Regions from separate parts of the Mus musculus genome. Here regions 1, 2, 4, 5, 6 and 7 are each linked to region 3. The links are chromatin contacts, called in public ChIA-PET, HiChIP or PLAC-seq and promoter capture Hi-C maps. All regions are on one chromosome and are shown on one strand. The core of a region is the stretch at or near the end of the contact, and the rest is flanking DNA. Distances in the headings are between cores, read along the strand shown. Region 1 overlaps Rsph1 (radial spoke head 1 homolog (Chlamydomonas)). Region 2 overlaps Slc37a1 (solute carrier family 37 (glycerol-3-phosphate transporter), member 1). Region 3 holds the start of U2af1 (U2 small nuclear ribonucleoprotein auxiliary factor (U2AF) 1). Region 4 holds the start of Slc37a1 (solute carrier family 37 (glycerol-3-phosphate transporter), member 1). Region 5 overlaps Hsf2bp (heat shock transcription factor 2 binding protein). Region 6 overlaps Rrp1b (ribosomal RNA processing 1 homolog B (S. cerevisiae)). Region 7 holds the start of Notch3 (notch 3).

Region 1 (3,049 bases), core at 286-2,785, 390 kb after region 3:
CTAGTGGAGGTCAAGCAGCCCTGCATCCTCAGTAGTTTGTGTGCTGGCAGTTGGCTTGTGCGCGTTAGATGATGCTGGCCCCATGCTTCTCTTAATGTCCCATGTGTGGGGTGGCATGCCAAGCCTTCGAGTGGAAACACCTCTCCTTAGCTCCCTGTCTGTCTTAGGGTCAGTTCTCCACCCTGGACAGTGACCAAGTGGCCCTGTCTTGTCTTCACCAGGCACGGGCAAGGCACCTACCTCTACGCAGAGACCGGCAGTAAGTATGTCGGTACCTGGGTGCACGGACAGCAGGAGGGTGCTGCCGAGCTCATCCACCTAAACCACAGGTACCAGGGCAAGTTCATGAACAAAAATGTGAGTCAGTGCGCCGTGTGCCAACACTAAACACCCAGAGGAGTCCTCCATTCCCAGCAGATGAGGCAGGCTGCTCCACTCCAGGCTGTCCTGATGCCCACGGAACACAGAGTGGGGTGGGGGTGGGGGGAGGCAGACCTCTGGGCCCATTTCCTTGGGCTTCAGAAATGCTTTGTGCCTCTGTTAAGACCAGTGCCCTTGGTACCAGAGCATCTTCCACTGGCTAGGTGTGCTTTCTGCCCTCTGGTAAATCATGTTGAATAGGAGGGAGACTCTAGGGCTCCCCCTCATGCCTGAGGCCAGCCTGCCTCTCCTGGTTGGGGAGGGCTCTATGCACCCTGAATCTGGAAACCTCCACATTTTGACCTACTGTTCCTGTTTGGTGGGCTCTGCTTTGGTTGCTGTTTTGTGCAGAGGGGAAAGTCAGTAACTGTGAGCCTTCTACCCAGGCATTCGCAGGAGCTTTGGGCTGGGCTGGAGGAAGACTCCCTAAAAGAGAGAGTTTGCTGAGTGCACTGGCATAGAAGCCGGTGTGGGGTGTGGCTAGCTACATTCAAGGGGAAGCTCTGGGTCATTTGCATGTTTGTAACTTGAGGCTCAACTGCTGGAGTAATCAGTAGGCTCGCCCTGAGGCTTGGCTCTACCAGTTAAGTAAAAAAGCTTCCGGCCATACAATCCAGGCAAGAACAAACAAATTATAAAGCGTCTTGTGTTAAGATGCTTTGTGCCTCTGTTAAGACCAGTGCCCTTGGTACCAGAGCATCTTCCACTGGCTAGGTGTGCTTTCTGCCCTCTGGTAAATCATGTTGAATAGGAGGGAGACTCCAGGGCTCCCCCTCATGCCTGAGGCCAGCCTGCCTCTCCTGGTTGGCTCCCCCTCCCTCCCGTGGCTACCCTTCTCTCGCCCCTCCCTCAGGCCCTCTGAACACCACTTGCACACACATGCACACGTGTGCACACATGTGCATACTTACACATCAGCTTATGAAGAATCAGTTTGGCGTGTTCACGAGGTACCAAGACACAAAGAGACATCTGCTATCCTCTCACACGTCTGACCATGTGGAATAAAATGCAGAGGAAACCCCCCCCCCACGCCCTTCCCTGGTCTAAACAGAGCTCCTGCCCTGGCTTAGTGGTTCATTCAGTTCTACATCACAAGCCAGCCATCTGCCCTAAAAAACCGAATCCCCCCTAGCTGATTTTCCAGGTGCAGGGTGAGGGCATCCCCTCTGCTCTGACCCTTGCAGGGCAAGGAACTTTGAATGGGCCTAATCCACATTTGGTTCGTGTTTCTGCTTTTGTTGGCTCCCCTGTTAATCACTGCCCCCTCCACTCACCTCACCTGGAAACAATGGCCGATTTACAGACAGGTGGTACCCACCTCCAGAATGAAAGACAATAAGACTTTTTACTTAAGTTCGTTGTTGCTTTGTCTTCTGATAAATGCATTTACATAGGCTAGAGTCCTGGTTACTTTCCTGTTGTGGTGTGTTAAACACCATGACCAAATGCAACCTGGGAAGGAAAGGGTTTATTTCCTTTTAAAAGGCCGAAGTCCGCCTTTGAGGGAAATCAGCTCAGGCACTGAAGCAGGGCAGGAGCTTGAAACAGAGACCCTGGAGGAACACTTTACTGTCTTGTTCTCAGGCCAGGCCTTTCTTATACAGCTCTAGCCCAACTGCCTAGGGATAGTTCTGCCCACAGTGGATTCCGACCAGTCTTACATCTACTAACAGTTAAGAGCACAGCCCATGGTTCAATCTGATGAAGCAGGCACTTCTTAGGTTGAGGCTCCTTCATCACAGGTGTGTTGTCATCTGTGTGGATGAGACATCACAGCTAGATAATGGGGCAGCGGAGTGTAAAGGGCTGACACTTTGAAACACCAAAAACACCGCCCATTGTCTTGAAAGGCTGCATCAATTTGCCCCCTCACCAACAACAGAGCCTGAGTCTTCATTGCTTTCCTCCTCCCCCGAATCTCCTGCAGTCTTGTCTCCCACCCCCCAAACTGTGTTTCCATGGTTACGGGTGGGGTCAGGCATCTTTCACCCCCTTAGCACTAGTGTTTCTTTCTTTTCTTTTTTCTCTTTCTTTCTTTCTTTCTTTTTTTTTTTTTTTTTTTAGACAGGGTTTCTCTGTATAGCCCTGGGTGTCCTGGAACTCACTAGACCAGGTTGGCCTCAAACTCAGAAATCCACCTGCCTCTGCCTCTGCCTCCTAAGTGCAGGGATTAAAGGTGTGCACCACCACTGCTTGGCTAGTTAGTGTTTCTTTCTCAGATATTTTCCCTCATCCCTGTCCTTGCTGGCAAGCCATTAAAACAGGATGAGGCAGGATGGAGATGGAAGGTAGGCCAGAAGGAGATGAAGTTGTTGAACGTCTCACTAGGACATCCCTGAAGACTAATGAAGAAGTGAGGGGCAATAACAAACTGAGAAACTAGATAACTAGGTAAACCCAAATCACATTGCTGGGCAAAGTCTGGGAGGGATACAGATGATAACAGATGCTTCTGTCAACTCCCAGCTAAGGGAACGGCTAACATTGTATTTTTCAAAGTCTTCATTGTGCTTTAGCACTTTATAAAAGGGCTAGGGAGTCGGTAAAATTGGTTTGTCCTTCAGCAAAGGGAGAAAGGTATTTTCTGGAAGGAATATTTTTAAAATTGACCATGGACCTTCTAAAA
Region 2 (2,877 bases), core at 123-2,622, 330 kb after region 3:
TATGCTGTGGCTTTCTCTGAATCGCTTCTTTAGTTCAGCCAAATGGCTTCAACAGAGCTTAATTTCTCCTACTGCCTAATAATATTTCACCACAGAATGTATCACACTGAATGCATCTGTTTATCAACTGGCAGTTGTCTATTTTGCTCCATTTTTGGGATGCTATAACCCTATGGGTAACCTGTGTGCCCAAGTCTTTCGTGATTGTGATTCTCTTGGTGTGTTTCTGGGAGTGGGGCTGTGGGGTCAGATGTAACTGTTCATTCCACGAGGCTGCATCCCTTTCCATACGCCCTAGGGAGGCGGGAGTTCTGATCCCTCCACATTCACACTAACCCTCATGACAGCCACCCTGTGGATTTGACCAAGTCGCCTGATGCCTGCTCACACCGAGTGGTGAGACACACGTACTTCTTGCCCACAGCCCACCCGTGTGTCTTCTTAGAAGAAATATCTGCTGTGGTCCTCTGACCCTGCTTGTCCTTGGCTGTCTAAGTAATGAGTTAGTATTCTAGATGCAGGTCTCTGCCCAGACACAATTTGTAAATATTTCTCGCCCCACCCCTCCCCCATTCAGATGGTCCCATTTGAAACACTAAAGCCTTGAATTCTGATGAGGCCTAATAGACATGGTTTTTCTCTTCAGCTCAGCTACGCCAGGGCTGGGTACCCCCATGACTTCCTGTGTTGAAGCTGAACCCCACTGTGAAACATTAAGAGGGTGGAGATAGCAACAGTTCTGTTTATGATTCCGGCTCAGCATGCCATCGAGCCCTCAGGGCAGCTGAGCTCTGTGAGACCCTGGTGACTCACTCAGAGACTTGAAAAGGAGAAAATTAATAAAGATATGCTTAGACCTTTTGGCCAAGATCACGTATAGCATCGGGCAGACTCAGCCCTACCTCACATACGTGCCAGCAGGAGAGGCAGGAGCTTGTGCCTAGCCTGGTCCCCTGTATGTCTGGAGCTAGCAATGAGGAAGAAGCCACTTCTAGAATTCGCTGCTGCAGGATGTGGCCACAGAGGTTTTCTTGTCTGCAAGTGAGTATCCTGGTTCTATTGTGTTTAGAGCTACCCCACCCCACCCCCCAAACCCCAGTGACTCACGGAGGCCTCAGATCACAATGAAATCACCACCAGCTCTGTGAACTTGGACTCTGAAATCATCATGGCTTTGAGAACACTTTCAAATACCACCATGGCTACATTTCTAGAATATAGTAGCCTTCTTTGCTTATTTTTGTTTTTCGTTAATAAAGTGTCAGAATGTTCTCCACCCCCCACCCCCCCCACACACACATACATACACCCAGGACCCCTGGGCTGTTAAGCCTCAACAGGAAGAGGCTCTGGTGCCCCCTGCTGTACAATTTGGGCACTGTCCCTAGAGCAAGGGTCTCCTTGATATGCCTAACGCTTGCTTGACAGGGCAGAGGGAAAACAGGTAGAGGGGGTTTTATGGGAGCCACTGAGGGATGTCAGGCCAGGCTGTGGTGACATGTTTCAGGTAGCCTCTGTAGGGAGAGCGGAGGACTTAGAAGCAGGAAGGGCTCAGTGGGTTGCAATGGCTGAGATAGACTCTTGTCATGCGTGAGGCTGTGGCCAGCCTTTCCTTGCTGGCAGTGTGGGCTGTAAAGAGGAGCAGGCTGTACTGGGAGGTAACAGGAAACACAGGAGCTCTTACCGTGGGGAGGGTGGAGGAGCACTTGACGTCCTTAGGGTCTGAAAGAGCAAACAGGAGATGGGTAACTAAATACCGCCACCCACAGCCAATGAACTGGAGCCCTCAGCAGCGCTTAGGGTGCTGCTGGCAATGGACCCGATCTTCGCCCGGTGTTCCTGCTAAATAAGTTTTAGGGCCTCTTCCCACAGTGGTAACAGAAGAGGGAACTACAAGAGCATCCGGGTATGTTTCATTACTGTCGTTTTTTATTGGCTGTATGTCCTTGAATGCATGAAACAAGGTCCACTGGAAGAGGATAGGACTCTTATCTGGTGCTCCACTAAACTAAACAGAGCTTAAGGAAGGAAGACAGCCCAGGCCAAGGGGCCATCGAGGGAGGGGACGGCATAGCCCACCTCCCCTCCCATTCTTCCACAGAGTGGGGATGGGCGTGTGGCAGCCCGAGGGTATGAATAGGAGTTTGATAGTGGGATAAGTCAGCTTGAGCCCAGGACACGGTGGACCCTTGGACCGGTTAGACAGACACAGAAACACGAGAAAGGCACCCAAGCACTCTCAGAACAGAATCTGTAACTTTGTAAGGGACAATGAATTTCTAAGAAACGAAAGCGAGCGGAGATCAGACGCCTTCCGGGAGGAAAATGGAGCACTGGCATCGCTGCAACAAAGTGATGTCATGAAAAGGCCTTCCCTGTCCCTTCTGTCACCTGATGCTTATCTTTTCGTTGACCTTCTGGGCCTTGGGTGGTCACTCAGCTCCCCTAACAAACAGCAGCTTGTCCCTGAACCCTGGGAACTTGGGTGTATGTGGGAGAAGAGCCCTGGGGCCTGGCATGGTATCAGGGAGGCAGGCAGCCTTCCACATGGGGCAGTCTCTGCCTGCCACCCAGGAAAAGGCCCCAGGTATGACAGATGAAGAACAGGAGGGAAGAACATCTTAACCCCGGGGGAGGGGAGAGAGCAGGGCCAAGCTCAGATCGGCATGTGAGAGATGGGTGACCTGAGCATGGGAGGGACAGTACAGAGCTTTGGGGACACTGTCCTGCACAGCAAGGCCCAGCTGAGCGAGCACCAGGCCCTGGAGAGAGTCTTGCAGAGCTCAGGGAGGAAGATGAAGGGACTACTAGGGCACCATGACCAGGTCTGTGGCCTGGGTCACGTAGGGGGGACAAGCCACATACTTCAGTGAAGAG
Region 3 (2,767 bases), core at 134-2,633:
TAAGGCCAGCCTGGTCTACAAAGTGAGTTCCGGGACAGCCAGGGCTACACAGAGAAACCCTATCTTGGAAAACAAAACCAACCAGACAAAGAAACAAAACAAAAAGTGGAAAGATGCCTGTATACTTAGAGCCTTGGGAGCCATAGAAGGCCACCAACAGGAATAGATGTCACCAGGTCTGTATTCTTTTAAACTCTCTGTCATGTCAGCTGGAGCAATATTATACCAGCTGTATTAGTTACTTGTAGTTGAGGGAGAGAGAGCCCAGTGATACAATGCATGGCGAAGTATGAAGTGGTTATCCCTGCCCTCACAGACATACCCAGAAGCCTCTTCTCCATAACTCAGAAAAGTGGATTTAAACATTACACCAACCAAGGCTCGGGATGTCATTCAGTTGATAGAGTGCTTGCTTAACATACAGCATCATATAAACCTATTTGGTAGTACACACTGGTAACCCTAGCACTCAGGATGGTAAGAGATTCAGAAGGATCAGAAGTTCAAGGTCATCTGTAGCTGTACATAGTAGCTATGTAGCCTGATGCATACACAAGACCATCCCATGGAGAAACAAAAAACAAAACACGCTCAATAAAACAAACATCGTAGCAGCCTGTGTCTATATATGTGTCACAGGGCTTATTCTTCTAATGTCTCCAAATAAGAGATAAATAGATGTGACAGGGGAAGATGAATGGGTGAGGCATGGATAGTTGGGTAGCTTAATTAGTGAGGGGTGAATGGGCGTGTGGGAAGAAAGAAGGATGAACAAACTAATGGTCTGGTGGACCTGATCGGGTCATTCATCCTGGTTCCAGTAACCAGGTTAACTAGTGAGAGCCTGTGAGGAGACCCCAGCTTCCCACAACCCTCTTCCACGGTTCGTCCTCGGATGGAAGTGGCTCTATAGCCAGAGAGAGCAGATAAAGTCATCCAACCAAGATGACCCCGCAGCCTGGGTCTCTGCCTGAGATAACGGAGATTAGGCTCTGCCTGGAAATTTGGTGACTTGAAGGTGAGCCTTGTGACTGTGAGGATGCTGTGGTTTAAGGCCCTCCAGGAGGCCGGACAGAGCCCCTTATCTACAGCTGCACTGGTGGGAGGCCTGGGACAGGAGGGCCAGCAAGGGGAGAGGGCGCGGTCCCAGCGGCGGGAGCGGGAAACAGCGGTGCTGAGCACGCGCGGAGCGGCTGTCCACAGCCTAAGCCGCAAGCAATGCGCGGGACCCGCCCGGGCGCCAAGGAGTGCGCAGGCGCCAGGGTAGGGGCGGAGCCTCCTCATGCTCTTCGTCCCGCCCCCGCGCTGGCAGCACCTTTCCCAATTGGACAGAGTCGCTACGACGGGTGGGGAGAGCGTCGTCGCGTCGGGTGACGTCTCCGGAGGGACGTCGGCGTAGTCGGCAGCGTCGGCTGCCGTGCCTGAGTCGTCCGCTCGAAAATGGCGGAATACTTGGCCTCCATCTTCGGCACCGAAAAAGACAAGTGAGTAGGGCCGGCCTGCCGGGACTTGGGCTGGGGAGGCGACGGGCAGCGGGTGCCGGTCGAGGCAAGCGGCGGTGACGTCCAGGCGTGGCGGCTGGCTCGGGCCTGGAGACCTCGCGCGGCTCGGCGCCGCCGCCTCGTGGGCCGGGCGGCGGGACTGGCGGGCGGCTCGGGCTGGGCCTCGGCGCCTCGAGCTCCACCGCGGGCGCTCCATGCCGGGTTCTACGCGGGGCCCTGCCCCACGCCGCGCTCCCACTGCTGCCCGGGGCTTCTGTGGCGAAGTAACACGTTTCTTGCAACTTTAGGCTTTGAGTTATCGTGTCGGAAGTGCTGTGGCCCCGTCCTCTCTAGCATTCAGTGCTGGGGCCGACCTTTGGGAGCGGTTTCGACCGAATAAACCTCCTGCCTGCCTAAGCGTTGGCGGACCCGCCTTTCTTTTTAAATTAAGGTTTGCATTTCCGTAGCCAACTGTTAGGGTAAGAGGAAAAGGAATAGCAATATTCCCGCCTGTGGTCGTGTGCTGCGAGGCACATACTCATTTCCGCGTGTCGGCTGAAATTTAGGTTAAGGGGAATGTCTTCGGACACTTTCAAGGATAATTCCTACTTTGAAAACCTAAGGATTTAAGTATCTGGCTTAATCTGCTTCCAGTAAGTAGTCACCATCTTTATGTTTCTGAATCTTGTACAAGGTTTATGCAGATGTCAGTCACGGTGGTAAGCGTTTGCAATAGATAACGTTTTTGGTGCCACATTCTCACTCTTAAAATGTTCTGTTTTCCAGGATGGAGGCTGTCCGATCAGGCACCTTTATACAGTCTTCAGTGTTTGAAAGAGGGGATGTTTCTAAAAGTCTCATGCCTGAATCGGCAGTCACTCAAGAGACATTTAATTGGATGTTAGGTCTAGACCAGTCTTGGAGAATCAGCTGGAATAAAGTCTGGGTTCTCAGGAAGTCATGGAGGAAGGTTGTGCCTTGTGTTAAGGATGACTAAAATACATTAAAGGGACTAGAGAGATGACTCAGTGGTTCAGAGTGTGAACTGCTCTTGAAGAGGCCAGTAGTGTGGTTCCCTGAATCCCCTTTATTGCAATCTGATGTCCTACAACCACCTGTAGTGCCAGATCTTGGGAGATCCATTGCCTCTGGCCGCCACGGGCACCCCTCCCCCTCCCCATATATGTAATTTAAAGTAAAGCCGTTAAAGTACTTTTAAATCAACACTCAAAAGCCAGGTGTGGTGGTACATTTAGTACCAGCACTCTGGAGGCAGAGGTAGGTAG
Region 4 (2,811 bases), core at 120-2,619, 360 kb after region 3:
CACCCACGATCCTCCCAGCTACCGGGCTCTGAGCTACCCAGAACCCATCAACCCTTCAAGGAGACTCAGGAGTGGGTGGGAGTTAGCAAAAGCAAGAGCAATGCCCCAAGGGGGGTTTTCCAGTCTTTAGCACACAGGCAACATCAAGGCAGCCTAAGGCAACCTGTCAAAATGATGGCACTTTATAAAAGGGCAAACCTGGGAACCAAACTCCCTCCAAAAGCTTCAAGAGTTTTGTTTTAAACCAAGACAAACACTAACTCCTCTAATCGAGCCCTTTCTAAGCGTTTAAAGGCTCCATTGGCCGTGGGAGATAAACAGAAACTGTTATTTTCACTTGTCCTGAGCTTAAATACAAGGAGTCAGAATTCTATCCACCATAGCTCTTAGCCCACTCACAGCAAACAACGCACCCCGGGTGTTCTCCACCGAACCAGACCTGTAACAATACTCCCAGGAACTCAGGGTGCAAACAGGACCCCCAAAAGAGGGAATTCTGTGTAAAGCCGAATAATATATTTACCAACTCGCCCAACTTCACGCAATTTAAGTTCCAGGGCGAGAAGGCAGGTAGGGAGGCAGGCAGGTGCAGAGAGCTCTAAAGACCAGGAAAAAGCACCTTAAGAATTTAAACCAAGAGCAAGGGGAGGGTCTTCCGTTCAAATGCAAATCTTTACCTGCGGGCCACCAAGATCCTTGGGTGGACCCTAAGTGCGCGGAGCTGGGGGACTTTTCCGGTGGTTTAAACCCTTTATTACCGCCCAGACGGTGGCTGTCACTGCGTTGGCCACAGAGCCCGGGCTCCGGGAAGCAGTTCTTTTAGCAAACAAACAACCGGAGCCCAGGGTGCTGGCTGAGAGCTTTCCCAAGGGCTTTGCGAGCCGGCTCCTCCTCCCAGGTCCTACAGCCGCTTGGCCGGGTGGTGAAGGCTACAGGCACGCCCACGTCCCCTACGAGCGGCAGCAGACAAAGCGCTGGGTCTCCGGCAGGCGTCTTCTCACAGCTGTCACTCGCGGCCTGGGGCCGGGAGGGGACCCAGCATCACAGCTAGGCGACCCCAGCCCCCGGGTCTCAGGGAACCTTTTGCTTCCACTTTCCCCGGGAATTCAACGTCACCAGCACCGGATCGCCCCCGCACTGTCTCTCAAGGCCACTCTAGGAGCCCTTACTTCAAAGACGTCCCACTCTAGGAAAAGCGCTTGGTTTGTCCCCGGCTCTCCAGCCACACAGCAGAGGGAGACAAACGGCGGAGAGGCCGAAGCGGGGCCCACGGCAGGTGCGTGGCGGCTGGCAGGTGAGCGCCGCTGGGGAGGGTCCTCCGTTGTCCCCGCGCCTACCTGCGCTCCGCAGCCCGCGTCGCGTGCTTCCTGCCGTCGACTTCCTGGAGCGGCCGCCCTTTCACTTTCCCGGCCCTGTGAACGCCGACCCTGTGCGGCTCCTCCCTCTCCCGCGCGCCCCCTGACCCCGGCCCCGCGCGCGCCCAAGGGATGCTCAGATCGCACACAGCCCGGAGATGCTCAGCTGGAGCATCCTCTAGCTGTTCCTGGGTCCCCACACCTGCCTGTCATGCTCTCCTAGGCCCCGCAGGACGCCGGGCTCTTACTGGCATGGTGCCCAGCAGCCAAACGCTAGCTCCTAGGGGACCTCACCACCACCAGGCTTTTGTCCCCGAGGCGGACCTTACTAATGCCAGCGACATAGACAAGTTCCGAGGTAAAGATTTGCTCCCTCGGAGTCCTGGACTGAGGATGGCCTCTCTCGGCCTACCACATCAAGTGTCAAGAGTCAAGAGCATCCGGTATGCTACAAATGGAGCTGGCACACGCCTGGTACCGCACCTGTGTCAGTGTGATAAATGGCTTGCATGGTTAAGTCCTGAAGGCCAGCCACCCCGGTCATGAGAAGTGCCCTGGCACACAGCTTCCTGGTCAATTCCGGATAATTATCTTTCAAACCCCACACCTCCTGCCAAGAATTGATCCTGGAAAGTCCGGGAAGGGCCTGATTACTTTTCTAAAGGGCATCTGCCTCACGCCTCCACGTGTCGGCCTGGCCTGGCATCCAAAGCCAGTCCTGCCGCTCAGCCCCCTGCCGCAGATCAGCACCTGCCTGGAACAGCAAAACCAGGCAGGAAAACAACTTCCTAGGAACACCCACTGGGTAAAACCGTGCCTAAACCAAAACCAACCCGATGCATGAACAGAGAGAGCCAGGGCGAGGGTGAGGAGTGTTTGGCGGGGGTAACTAGCGCCCTCTTCAGACTGGTTGGTGTACAGGCGGCCCACAGCTTCACTCTCCTCCCCACAGCCCACCCGCGCCACAAGCGCGAACGCAGTCTGCTGAATTGGGGAAGGCCCAGCCATACTTCTATCTACAGGCTTTTGAGAAGTGTTCTGTACCCTACAAGCAAAGTTGACTTCCTGTTTGAGCCACCTGCACCCACATCTCATATAGAAGTGGCCGGGGAACTCTGGCCACTCTACCCTGTTCCTTTGGCTAGATGTTTCCCACCCCACCCCCCTTTTTTTCCTCCCTAACTCTCCATTCCTTGTAGGCAGCAACTCAAGTGGACGCTTACATCTACTCTAGGCGCCTCCTCCCCATGTCACTAGTTCTCAGGCCTGCCATCACCAAGCTTGCTCAAGAGTCCCTTGCCCTTATGCCTGTGTTCCGTGGTTTTGTTTTGTTTTCTGTAGCTGCCCCAAACTACCCCAGCCAAAGTAAAATTTGAGCTCCCCAACTTGATTGACCACTTTTAGAAGGCCTTTCCTTACAACAGAGAACACAGCCTCCCGAGGAAGCTGAGACAGG
Region 5 (3,023 bases), core at 428-2,927, 340 kb before region 3:
GGGGCAAAGCCACCTGACACACAGGATGGCTAGGTTATCTATTTTCTGCAGGATGTCTTAGGTTATCTATATGTACCTTGACCCAACTCTAATAGTCTGACTGGCTGTTGTTTGGTGGTGGTGGGGGGGGAGATTGCCATAGGATGTTTGCTCAAGTGGACTTTGTGGTTTTCCTCCTGGAAATGGAGTTTAGTGCTAGAGCTTCAAAAATGGAGTTGGAAGAAGAAAAAAACCACAAAACAACAACAACAAAAAACCCCAAAAAACAAAAATGGAGTTGGTTGGGCTTTACAACTCCTAGTTAGTTATGTAGCTTATTATTTTTTTTAAAGATTTATTTATTTATTATATGTAAGTACACTGTAGCTGTCTTCAGACACTCCAGAAGAGGGATGGTTGTGAGCCACCATGTGGTTGCTGGGATTTGAACTCCGGACCTTTGGAAGAGCAGTCGGGTGCTCTTACCTATTGAGCCATCTCACCAGCCCTATGTAGCTTATTTTAATGGAGATATTTTTCATACCTGGGAGGAGAAGGTTATTTTTTAAATTATGAGCATGTGAATATGTGCACTTGAGTGTGGGTGGAGTCCATGTGGATGAGATGGCCCCAAGTGGTGCTGGGGACTGAGCTCCTCCTCTGGAGAGCAGCAGGTTCTCCTAACTGCTGTGGGGTCTCTCTGGACTGGAGACACTGTTTTTATTTTTCCAGATAGTGCTTGGAGTTTTAAAACTTAGTTTAAAAAATGATTTTAAGTCAGTCTGAAACAGGAGGATGAAATCCTGGCTATGTTGTCAAGATCCTGTTTCAAAGTGATTAAAAATTGTTTTAAACGTAATTGCGTGGTGGGTCAGAGAATCTGTGTACTGTGAGAGCCTGTTGCTGTGCACTGGCTGCTTTGTAGTTCTGCTGATAAACTCTTTAATGCAGTATATGTTTAAAAACTGTAGTTACATTTAGTGTTTGTGTTGTACATGTGTGTGTATGTGCCATAGTGTGCAAGTGAGGGTCAGATGTCAGAGGATAACTTCTGGGAGTTCATTCTCTCCTTCCATAGTGTGGGTCCCTAGGACTGAACTCAGGTCATCAGATTTGTCAGCCAGTGCCTTTATCTGTTGCGCCGTTACGCATTCTTCCTGCCATGTATCTTTGAGGAGCAATTCTAGGTGCCTGCCACAGTAGAGTGTTTGGTCCCGCAATCGTCATCCTCAGTGTTCCTCTCTGTCAGCATTTGCATGGTGTGTCTTCTGTTCCTTTATTCGCATCCTTTGTGTGAACTTTCGTTTTAGGGGTGTTGTATGCTTATGATGTTAAACCCATCTAGCAATCTGCCTTTTGGCAAGATAATCCTGCCCACTAACATTTCCAGCTCTTGAAATCCTTGGTTTTATTCCTTTCATTTTGTCTCATTTTTATTTGGATTATTTGATATCTTCCCCTTTTCTTTTCTTGTTTCTTCACGCTGCTTCTCGGATGCCTTTCTTCTCTGCGTTTACTTTCCTCCTTAGGGTATTAAAAGTTGACCTCTACTCAGTGACTGGCTTTCCTTTAGAGCATGCTTGGATATATTTGGTATCTGTTTGAAAGTAATGAGTACTTTCCTCTTCTGAACAGTAGAAGGACCTCAGAATGATTTAGTTCTTACCTCTCAGGCCACATGTGTTTGGAGACTGTGTCCCTGCTTTGTTGGAAACATATTAGTCACAGTGTTAGTCATTGTTATTACTGCCTTTCCCCACAGTGTTTCCTTCTCTGTTTGCATTTCTGTACCATGGTTCCCTTTCCTGTTTCTTGTTGTAGCTCAGAACTTTCTTCTGAGGTCCTTTTCCTTTCTTTCCTTTCCTTTCCTTTCCTTTCCTTTCCTTTCCTTTCCTTTCCTTTCCTTTCTTTTCCTTTTCTTTTCCTTTTTCTCTCTCTCTCTTTTTTGTTGTTTGTTTTTTGTTTTGAAGTTTTTCTTTCAAGTTTTTATAGTTAAGGTTTGTTTTGGGGACAATTCTCTTGAGATTTCTTTTTGTATTATTTACTGGAAATATTTTTTGATGGGTTTTTAATTCTGAGGTTACAGTGATTTTTTTTCAGTTCCCTTGAAAAGCACACATTGCCTGCCCTCTGGCAACTATCTTTAAAAAAAAAAAACCTTTGTGCATAATGTGCATGTACGGTGTGTGTGCTGTGCATGTTCATGTGTATGGACATAGGTAAGCATATTATAATATGTAGAGGCCTCAAGGGTTATTCTTTGTCTTCACCTGGTTTGAGACAGGGTGTCTTTTTTTCTTTCTGTTGTGTGTGAGACTGGCCCATGCTTTTAGAGATTCTGTTGTGTCTGCCTCTCACCTCCCTGTAGGAGTGATGGAATTACAGACTTACTGTTGCACAGGGAGTCCACAACAGATCAAAGTGCAGATACCATCAAAGTCCAACTTGAAGAACCAATGAGTTTTATTGAGAGCACTTACAGGAATATGGGTTACTTATAGGAGCAGAAATGACTCAAAGGCGGTTGTATCACCAGAGCCACTCCACCAGGTGTGACAATACACTGCACAGCCTGCAGGCACTCAACAGGAGGGAGAGTGTCCTTTCCAGGCTGTTCAGTTGGGCAGAGCCTCTTCCAGGCAGCTCAGCCACTTTTTATTTCTTCTAGATGGATTGGCTGTTGTTGCTTCTTTCAGGAGACTGGGCTGGTTTCAGAGTCATCTTTGCAGCTTATCTTGTCTGAGAGTGACTCTCAGCACCCGGGATGTTCATGTACTCTTGGGGAAGAAAGGGGCCTGGTGAATCTGGTCAGTTCTGGGGACTTGCTGAAGCTCTTTTGAATTATTTGCTTCCTGTCTTAATAGGCTTCGCCGTGGGACAGAGTGTTGTACCCAGTACCCCCCAAATATCCTGTCTTTTCGCCTCCTTGTAAACATCATGTTCTAGAATATCCTGTTGTCTCCCTTTCCCTTTATATCCTATACCTTCCTTTAAAAAATTGTTTTATTTCAAAGAGATCTATCTGCTTCTGCTCTGCTTCTTGA
Region 6 (2,848 bases), core at 168-2,667, 400 kb before region 3:
GAAAGTATGTGCAAAGGGTCTTGCATGGAGGCATTTCCCAGGGTACTTGCTTAGGTGAACGCAATGAGGGTGGCCACCCACGGATTAATTTCCCTATGACCCGAAGTCTTGGATTTGGCCGGGCTGCCCTTGGTGGGGTGTGTACTGGGTGAGAACAACTCTTCTTACCTTCACAGAGGTCCTGGAACCTGTAAAAAAACAAAAAACAAAAAAGCACATGGAAGTTCAGAGTTCACAGCTCAGGTTTTGAACATAAAACGGGAATCCGGATACTCAGTGCTCACTCTCTCCTCCACAGGGAGGCTAGGGGACAGCCCCACCTAGGGATGCGGTGAGTCAGGAAGGAAGAAGCCTAGGACAAAGGTGCTTTCCATTCCACCAGCTCTGCATAGGACACAGTGGCACACAATACCAAGAGATCCCATGTCTGTCTCGCTTGTTTCTGAAGGCAGACAACTTAACGCTCTGCTATGTTCAGGGGAGGTTTGCCCACTAGGGTTCTCTTTATGCATCAGACCAAATAACCAAAGCTGAGGCTATGAGGGATGTACATAGGGCTGGGATGGGTCGCTGGGGCAGGCAGGTCAGCCCTAGTACCCACACTGAAGCCCCTGGCATGCCTTTGGAGGTCCAGCTATAAAGCACGAGAACTTATGGATGCCATCTACTGGGGAATTCTTTAAGAGCCATTTTTGGTGTGTCCACACATTTGCAGGTGAGCACACGTGCATGTAGAGTCAGAGGTTGATACCAGGTATCTTCCTCAGCCACTCTCCCCTGGGTCTCTCATTTGAACTCAGAATTTATCAATTTGGCTAGTCTAGTTATCTTGCTCTAGGAGTCCCATCTCTGCCTCCCAACCAAGTGAGCTGCCTTGATGCCTGGAACTTCATGGGTGCTGGGATTAGACATGAGACTCCACACCTGCCAGCCACTTCCATTCGTACTGAGGATCTAAACTCTAACCTTCATTCTTTATTCATTGGGTCGAGTCCCTACCTCCTTTCTAAAGGCATTCATAATATTAAAGGATCGAGCTCAGATCAGTTACTGCCATGTGGTTATGAATAAAGTGATAAAAGATAAAGAAAAAGGCAGCGGGGGCTGGAAAGATGGCTCAGAAGTTCCAGAGGACCTGAGTTTGGTTCCTGGTACCCACACTGGATGCCTCACAACTGCCTGTAACTCTAGTTCCAGAGCACCACTTTGTTCGGGCCGCTGCAAGAGCACACATACACAGACACACACTGACACATCTAACAGTAAATACATCTTTAAGAGAAGGAAAGAAACGTGGGAGAGTGCTGGTGTGGCCACAGGATCTCACTTGCTACTTACTTTCTGACTAGTCTGCAGAGTCGCTTCCTGTTGAAAGGCGGGGTGCTTTTTGAGTTGGCTATTTCCAGGAGTCGATCAGCAACAGCCTTATAGTCAAACTACCACAAAGAGACAGGAAACCCAAGCAGTGGTGAGACAGCCTGGCCTGTCTGAGAGTCACCTTCTAGCTGCTGTTGGGAGCAGTCTTCTCCAAACTGGGCTCTCATGCACAGAGAAGAACTGCCTGAGGAGCCTGCTTGTATGCTCATCCTGGGGTCTCAATCTCTATAACTGTCTTTACGTTTTCAAAGCACAATTGTGTACGCATGTGTGGAGTGGCACAGACCTTTAATCCCAGCAGTTGGGGAATAGAGGTAGGTGGATCTTTGTGAGTTCAAGGCCAGCCTGGTTTACATGGCAGTTATTGAGTAGCCAGGGCTACATAAAGGAAAGACCCGGTAACCAACCAACCAACCAACCAACCAACCAACCAACCAACCAACCAAAACTCAAAACTAGAAGCCTGGCATGGTGGTGCACTGGTGTATTCCCAGTACTCGGAGGGGCAGAAGGACCGCTGTGAGCCCCACTCCACCTAGACTATATACAGCAAGATCTGCTTAAAAACAACCCCACCCCCCAAGGCCCCCATAAAGGCTGGTGCTGTTACATGCAGAAGAACAGGCAACAGTGCTTACAAAATGAGGTTCGGGATCTTTCAAAACCCACTTAACTGTTCATTGATTATTTTTGATAGGATCTTTCTGCATAGCCCAGGCGTGTCTGAACTCAGAGACCTGTCAACCTCTGCCTCCCGAATGCTGGGATTGAGTGTGTGTACCACCATGCTTGGCTTCATTTTGTTTTTGTTTTTTTGAAATAGGAGTGTACTAGGTAACCCAGGCTGTTCTTGAACTTGAGACCCTCCTATGTGCTGAGGATCCATGTGAACAACACCACACCAGCCTAAAACCCTTTCAACTGTGTCTCCAACAAGCTCATTCTAAGAATGGTGACATTAATTACAGAAGGGATTATAAAGGACTTTACAATTTAAGCCTTATGGCTTAATGAGCTCTGACTCTAATTCTCTAGCCAAGCCATCCCAGGTCAACCCACATTCTATTAAAAGCAAAAGCTGCTCCCACCTGGAGAGGTGACCCTGAATCTTTCAAGGCTGCACAGATGTCTCTTTCTCTGCTGCCAATGACTCCGTCTCTGAGGCATTCGTCTAGTGCTGCCAAAACACATCCAAAGACAAAGACACAGTCTTGACATTCAAGAATGGATGTGGCTCAGTCCCTCCAGGCTCTGGGTTCAATCCCCATTACCAGGGAGAACACCAGTGACTGCTGCCTGGGGAGATACTTGAAACTGGTCTCCTAAAAATCCTGGTCTTTATTTTATATGCGAAGCTCCAGGTTTTGCCCCTAGGACCAACCCCATACTGAACAACCCTACCCCCACAAAAGGACTCAAGCCTGCAGGAAGGAAGCTGTGTGCTGGAGGGGAGCCAAGGGAACAAGTGCTC
Region 7 (2,732 bases), core at 168-2,667, 510 kb before region 3:
TGCAGTGCCTTCCCTGGTCTCTGCATATGCAGGTACTCACACTAGTGCACACACACACACACACACACACACACACACACACACACACACACACAGAGAAACACACACACACAAATAAATCTTTAAAAAGTGTATCCGTGACTGTCCTGGAATTTGCTAGGTAGACCAGGCTGGCTTTGAATTCACAGATCTATCTGCCTTTGCCTCTGGAGACCGTGTGAACCATGACATCTTCCCCAATTAACAAAAATACACTTATTTATTATGTAGCCAGTTGGGGGGGGGGGCGCGGCAGGGAGGGGAGATGGGCCCTCTACAATGTAGAGATCAGAGGACAACTTGTGGAAGTTGTTCTCTCCTCCCACTACAGGAGTGTCTGTGTATGCCCTTCCAGGATTATATGGGTCCTCTGTTTCAGTCCTTTGGTCTCCTAGTGATGGAGATGTTCAAGAACGGCACCCTTCACCCGACTCCTGAGATTTCCCCTGAATGCACCTCTAGAGCTTCCATTCTCACTTCACACAGAGGGAGTGTTCAGAGCCTTTGCAGGTCTCCTGGATGTAAAACTCAGTGAATGGCAACGAAATGATAGGCCTCATGGTAAAACCATGTAGAGTGTGGGATGTGCTAGGAGCTGGTGTGGATTTTTTTTACAAAGTATTTTATCTTATTTCTTGCGCACATAAGCGTGTGTGTGTGTGTGTGTGTGTGTGTGTGTGCGCGCGCGTGCGTGCAAGCATTCGAGCACAGTGTGTGTAGGAGTGCATGTGTATCACGGGGTACATGTGGCAGTCAGAAGACAATGTATGTGTTGGTTTTTTTATTTTAGCATGGGAGGCCCAGGAATTGAACTCGGGTGTCTGTGATTGGCAGCAAGCACCTTTCCCTCTTCGGTAGACCTTTGTGATCTTCACATTGTAGGAGAGCTGCACACAGGTACATGAGACTCATATCCACGAAACCCCTGGCCAGATTGTAAATGCTGCCCGCCCGGGTTTGTGGCGCAGTTGGAGCCTGAGTTTTGAGGTGATTGATGTTTAGTGTCCCCATGAAACTTCTATATGGTTTGCATGGGTGCGGCTACTTTTGTTCATTGGCCTCTCTACACCCAGGTTTAGAGGGTTTGGAGTCAGGGGTGTTTGCGTTTGTGTCATGACTGTGTGTGTGAGCCCTGGCTTTGGTTGTGTGCTGGAGGATAAGGATGGATGTGCTCACGAGCTGGATACCTGTCACGTCACGCAGGTTAAGCCCGCATCTCTTGTGGCAGACCTGAGTGTACCGAGGTCTGCAAGTCCCAGGCTTGGCGGGTAGAAGGGTCGGACCCCAGGAGGCCGGGCAGGGGGCGGGGGCGCTCAGAGCCGGCCCCGGGGCGGGGCGAGCCGCCCAGGCCTGGGGGCGGGGCAGCCCGACAGCCTCACTTCGGCGAAGTTGGCGGCGCGGAGGCTGGCCCGGGACGTGCCCGGAGCCCTGGGAAAGAGGGAGGAGGGAGGAGGGAGGGTCGTGGCCGGCCGCCATGGGGCTGGGGGCCCGGGGCCGCCGCCGCCGTCGTCGCCTGATGGCCTTGCCACCGCCACCACCGCCCATGCGGGCGCTGCCCCTGCTGCTGCTGCTAGCGGGGCTGGGGGCTGCAGGTGAGGGATCAGGGACTCGGAGGGTGGGACTGGGGTTGCAGGGGCGGGGAAGCAAAAAAAAAAAAGTATATATATATATATATATATTCTCCTAAGTTTGGAATTTAGAGGACCTGCCCCCCCAGGATTAAAGCCGGGGCAGAGATGCAGCAGCTGGGGGTGTGTATCAGTCATGGGGTTCGCACAGATTCATGATGGGAAGGCAGGATCCTAGAGGCCCAAGGAATCGAGACCCTTGAATGAATCAAGAGTCCAAGAGTAGGAGCTGGAGTTGTGGGAATCTGGGGCTGAAATTCGGAAGCGAGGTGTACCAAAAGTTTCAGGCTCACCCCATCCTACTTCTGCCTGGAGTCCTGGGAAGGTTAGGATGGGGGCTCAAGGACCCCCCAAGGCCTAGGACCCCTTGCACAAAAGCGCCTCCCCTATCCCGGGCGGGCCGTGAAGGGGGGGGGGGGACAAGGAGGGGGCGCGGAGTTCTCGGAGCTCTGAACTCGGAGAAAACGTCTCATGTTGGAGAGCTGCAAGACCCGGCGCTGGAGCGCGAGAAGCAGGAGCTGGAGCCCTTGCGAAGCCCGCGCCCCCTCCCCCGCGTGCCGCCCGATCCCTCTTCAGGCCGCCGGGATCCCGTAGTCTCGGGACCCCGTCTCTGTGCCGGGAGGAGAAGGGGCGAGGTCCACGTGCTCATCTCCAGCTTCTGGGCCCCCATCCCTGTGGCCGCAGCCCCTCCCCAGCATGCCTGGGCCCCCCTCCCCTCTTCCTCCACTCTGAGCTCCCCTCCCCCGCTCGGGACAATGGCTTCGCCGTCTAGACACCCCCTCCCCCCGGCCGGCCTCACGCTTTCTTTGCCAGACAAAGCGGGACCCACGAAGGGCCAGAGCGGGGACTGAGGGGGCGCCCCCACCCCTGCCCCGGGAGGCCTGATCAGCGGGGGAGGGGCATAGGCAGTTGGCTGTGGCCAGGGGTTCTAGGGCTCCTATGGTGGGACTCAGTGCTGGGCCGGGTGAGAGTTGCATAGAGAGTGGCTTAGCCTCTAGGCTCTACTAGGCAGGACTGGGCAGGAGCCACCGCCCCCGCGGGGCCAGTGCAGACTCATGGCCTGTC

The links. Promoter capture Hi-C pulls out the DNA fragments that hold promoters and counts their contacts. ChIA-PET counts read pairs in DNA pulled down with a chosen protein or histone mark. HiChIP or PLAC-seq counts read pairs in DNA pulled down with a chosen protein or histone mark.
Region 1: a FOXA1 HiChIP or PLAC-seq map of pancreatic cancer cells shows a contact between it and region 3. The contact joins the enhancer-like site here to the promoter of U2af1 in region 3. A contact is called at or near these places in 1 of 39 promoter capture datasets (cranial neural crest), 5 of 484 Hi-C or Micro-C datasets (cerebellar granule neurons, cerebellum, myocytes and 1 more) and 1 of 115 datasets of contacts at active chromatin or transcription factors (pancreatic cancer cells).
Region 2: a contact with region 3 is called in a promoter capture Hi-C map of embryonic stem cells, with 3 times the contacts expected there. The contact joins the enhancer-like site here to the promoter of U2af1 in region 3. A contact is called at or near these places in 11 of 39 promoter capture datasets (the 3T3-L1 cell line, HPC-7-derived erythroid cells, cranial neural crest and 5 more), 4 of 15 datasets of contacts at CTCF or cohesin (embryonic stem cells, large pre-B cells, pro-B cells and 1 more), 97 of 484 Hi-C or Micro-C datasets (the AML12 cell line, B cells, the BV-2 cell line and 48 more), 20 of 115 datasets of contacts at active chromatin or transcription factors (T-cell acute lymphoblastic leukemia, acute myeloid leukemia, astrocytes and 8 more) and 4 of 9 other capture datasets (adipose tissue, embryonic stem cells, liver and 1 more).
Region 4: a contact with region 3 is called in an HNF4G HiChIP or PLAC-seq map of pancreatic cancer cells. The contact joins the promoter of Slc37a1 here to the promoter of U2af1 in region 3. A contact is called at or near these places in 4 of 39 promoter capture datasets (cranial neural crest, hematopoietic stem and progenitor cells, macrophages and 1 more), 1 of 484 Hi-C or Micro-C datasets (CD4 T cells), 6 of 115 datasets of contacts at active chromatin or transcription factors (acute myeloid leukemia, effector CD8 T cells, embryonic stem cells and 2 more) and 3 of 9 other capture datasets (adipose tissue, liver and pancreatic islet).
Region 5: an H3K4me3 HiChIP or PLAC-seq map of bone marrow-derived macrophages shows a contact between it and region 3, with 4 times the contacts expected there. The contact joins the enhancer-like site here to the promoter of U2af1 in region 3. A contact is called at or near these places in 4 of 39 promoter capture datasets (cranial neural crest, frontonasal cranial neural crest, maxillary cranial neural crest and 1 more), 5 of 115 datasets of contacts at active chromatin or transcription factors (bone marrow-derived macrophages, embryonic stem cells, large pre-B cells and 2 more) and 1 of 9 other capture datasets (macrophages).
Region 6: an RNA polymerase II ChIA-PET map of memory CD8 T cells shows a contact between it and region 3, with 84 read pairs. The contact joins the enhancer-like site here to the promoter of U2af1 in region 3. A contact is called at or near these places in 5 of 39 promoter capture datasets (cranial neural crest, frontonasal cranial neural crest, macrophages and 2 more), 1 of 484 Hi-C or Micro-C datasets (bone marrow-derived macrophages), 13 of 115 datasets of contacts at active chromatin or transcription factors (CD8 T cells, effector CD8 T cells, embryonic stem cells and 5 more) and 4 of 9 other capture datasets (adipose tissue, liver, macrophages and 1 more).
Region 7: an H3K4me3 HiChIP or PLAC-seq map of bone marrow-derived macrophages shows a contact between it and region 3, with 8 times the contacts expected there. The contact joins the promoter of Notch3 here to the promoter of U2af1 in region 3. A contact is called at or near these places in 2 of 39 promoter capture datasets (the 3T3-L1 cell line and embryonic stem cells), 4 of 115 datasets of contacts at active chromatin or transcription factors (bone marrow-derived macrophages, embryonic forebrain, extraembryonic endoderm stem cells and 1 more) and 1 of 9 other capture datasets (adipose tissue).

The regions. Positions count from the first base shown.
Region 1 is chr17:31,263,122-31,266,170 of GRCm38.p6, reverse strand. Rsph1 (radial spoke head 1 homolog (Chlamydomonas)) reads left to right here. Exons shown (of 9, transcript NM_025290.4): 5 at 222-357. Among named protein-coding and RNA genes, the nearest start is that of Rsph1, 13 kb to the left of the region's middle. Within about 2 kb of position 1,535, at least 59 of the 459 cell types and tissues checked have an H3K27ac peak or open chromatin away from gene starts, as enhancers often do.
Region 2 is chr17:31,324,511-31,327,387 of GRCm38.p6, reverse strand. It overlaps Slc37a1 (solute carrier family 37 (glycerol-3-phosphate transporter), member 1), which reads right to left. Exons shown (of 20, transcript NM_001242427.1): 9 at 1,685-1,722. Among named protein-coding and RNA genes, the nearest start is that of Slc37a1, 30 kb to the right of the region's middle. Within about 2 kb of position 1,372, at least 75 of the 459 cell types and tissues checked have an H3K27ac peak or open chromatin away from gene starts, as enhancers often do. A contact at or near this core is called in the C2C12 cell line, CD8 T cells, T-cell acute lymphoblastic leukemia and 12 more, where this site is marked.
Region 3 is chr17:31,657,370-31,660,136 of GRCm38.p6, reverse strand. It overlaps U2af1 (U2 small nuclear ribonucleoprotein auxiliary factor (U2AF) 1), which reads left to right and starts at 1,383. Exons shown (of 8, transcript NM_024187.4): 1 at 1,383-1,484. The coding sequence starts at 1,441.
Region 4 is chr17:31,294,782-31,297,592 of GRCm38.p6, reverse strand. It overlaps Slc37a1 (solute carrier family 37 (glycerol-3-phosphate transporter), member 1), which reads right to left and starts at 1,369. Exons shown (of 20, transcript NM_001242427.1): 1 at 678-1,369. Gm30139 (a long non-coding RNA gene) reads left to right here and starts at 2,732. Exons shown (of 3, transcript XR_001782201.2): 1 at 2,732-2,811.
Region 5 is chr17:31,993,000-31,996,022 of GRCm38.p6, reverse strand. The region is part of intron 6 of Hsf2bp (heat shock transcription factor 2 binding protein); the gene reads left to right. Among named protein-coding and RNA genes, the nearest start is that of Hsf2bp, 40 kb to the left of the region's middle. Within about 2 kb of position 1,677, at least 82 of the 459 cell types and tissues checked have an H3K27ac peak or open chromatin away from gene starts, as enhancers often do. A contact at or near this core is called in bone marrow-derived macrophages, macrophages and pancreatic cancer cells, where this site is marked.
Region 6 is chr17:32,052,445-32,055,292 of GRCm38.p6, reverse strand. It overlaps Rrp1b (ribosomal RNA processing 1 homolog B (S. cerevisiae)), which reads right to left. Exons shown (of 16, transcript NM_028244.2): 9 at 2,466-2,554; 10 at 1,339-1,436; 11 at 169-188. Among named protein-coding and RNA genes, the nearest start is that of Rrp1b, 18 kb to the right of the region's middle. Within about 2 kb of position 1,417, at least 55 of the 459 cell types and tissues checked have an H3K27ac peak or open chromatin away from gene starts, as enhancers often do. A contact at or near this core is called in CD8 T cells, effector CD8 T cells, memory CD8 T cells and 1 more, where this site is marked.
Region 7 is chr17:32,165,575-32,168,306 of GRCm38.p6, reverse strand. It overlaps Notch3 (notch 3), which reads left to right and starts at 1,417. Exons shown (of 33, transcript NM_008716.3): 1 at 1,417-1,631. The coding sequence starts at 1,514.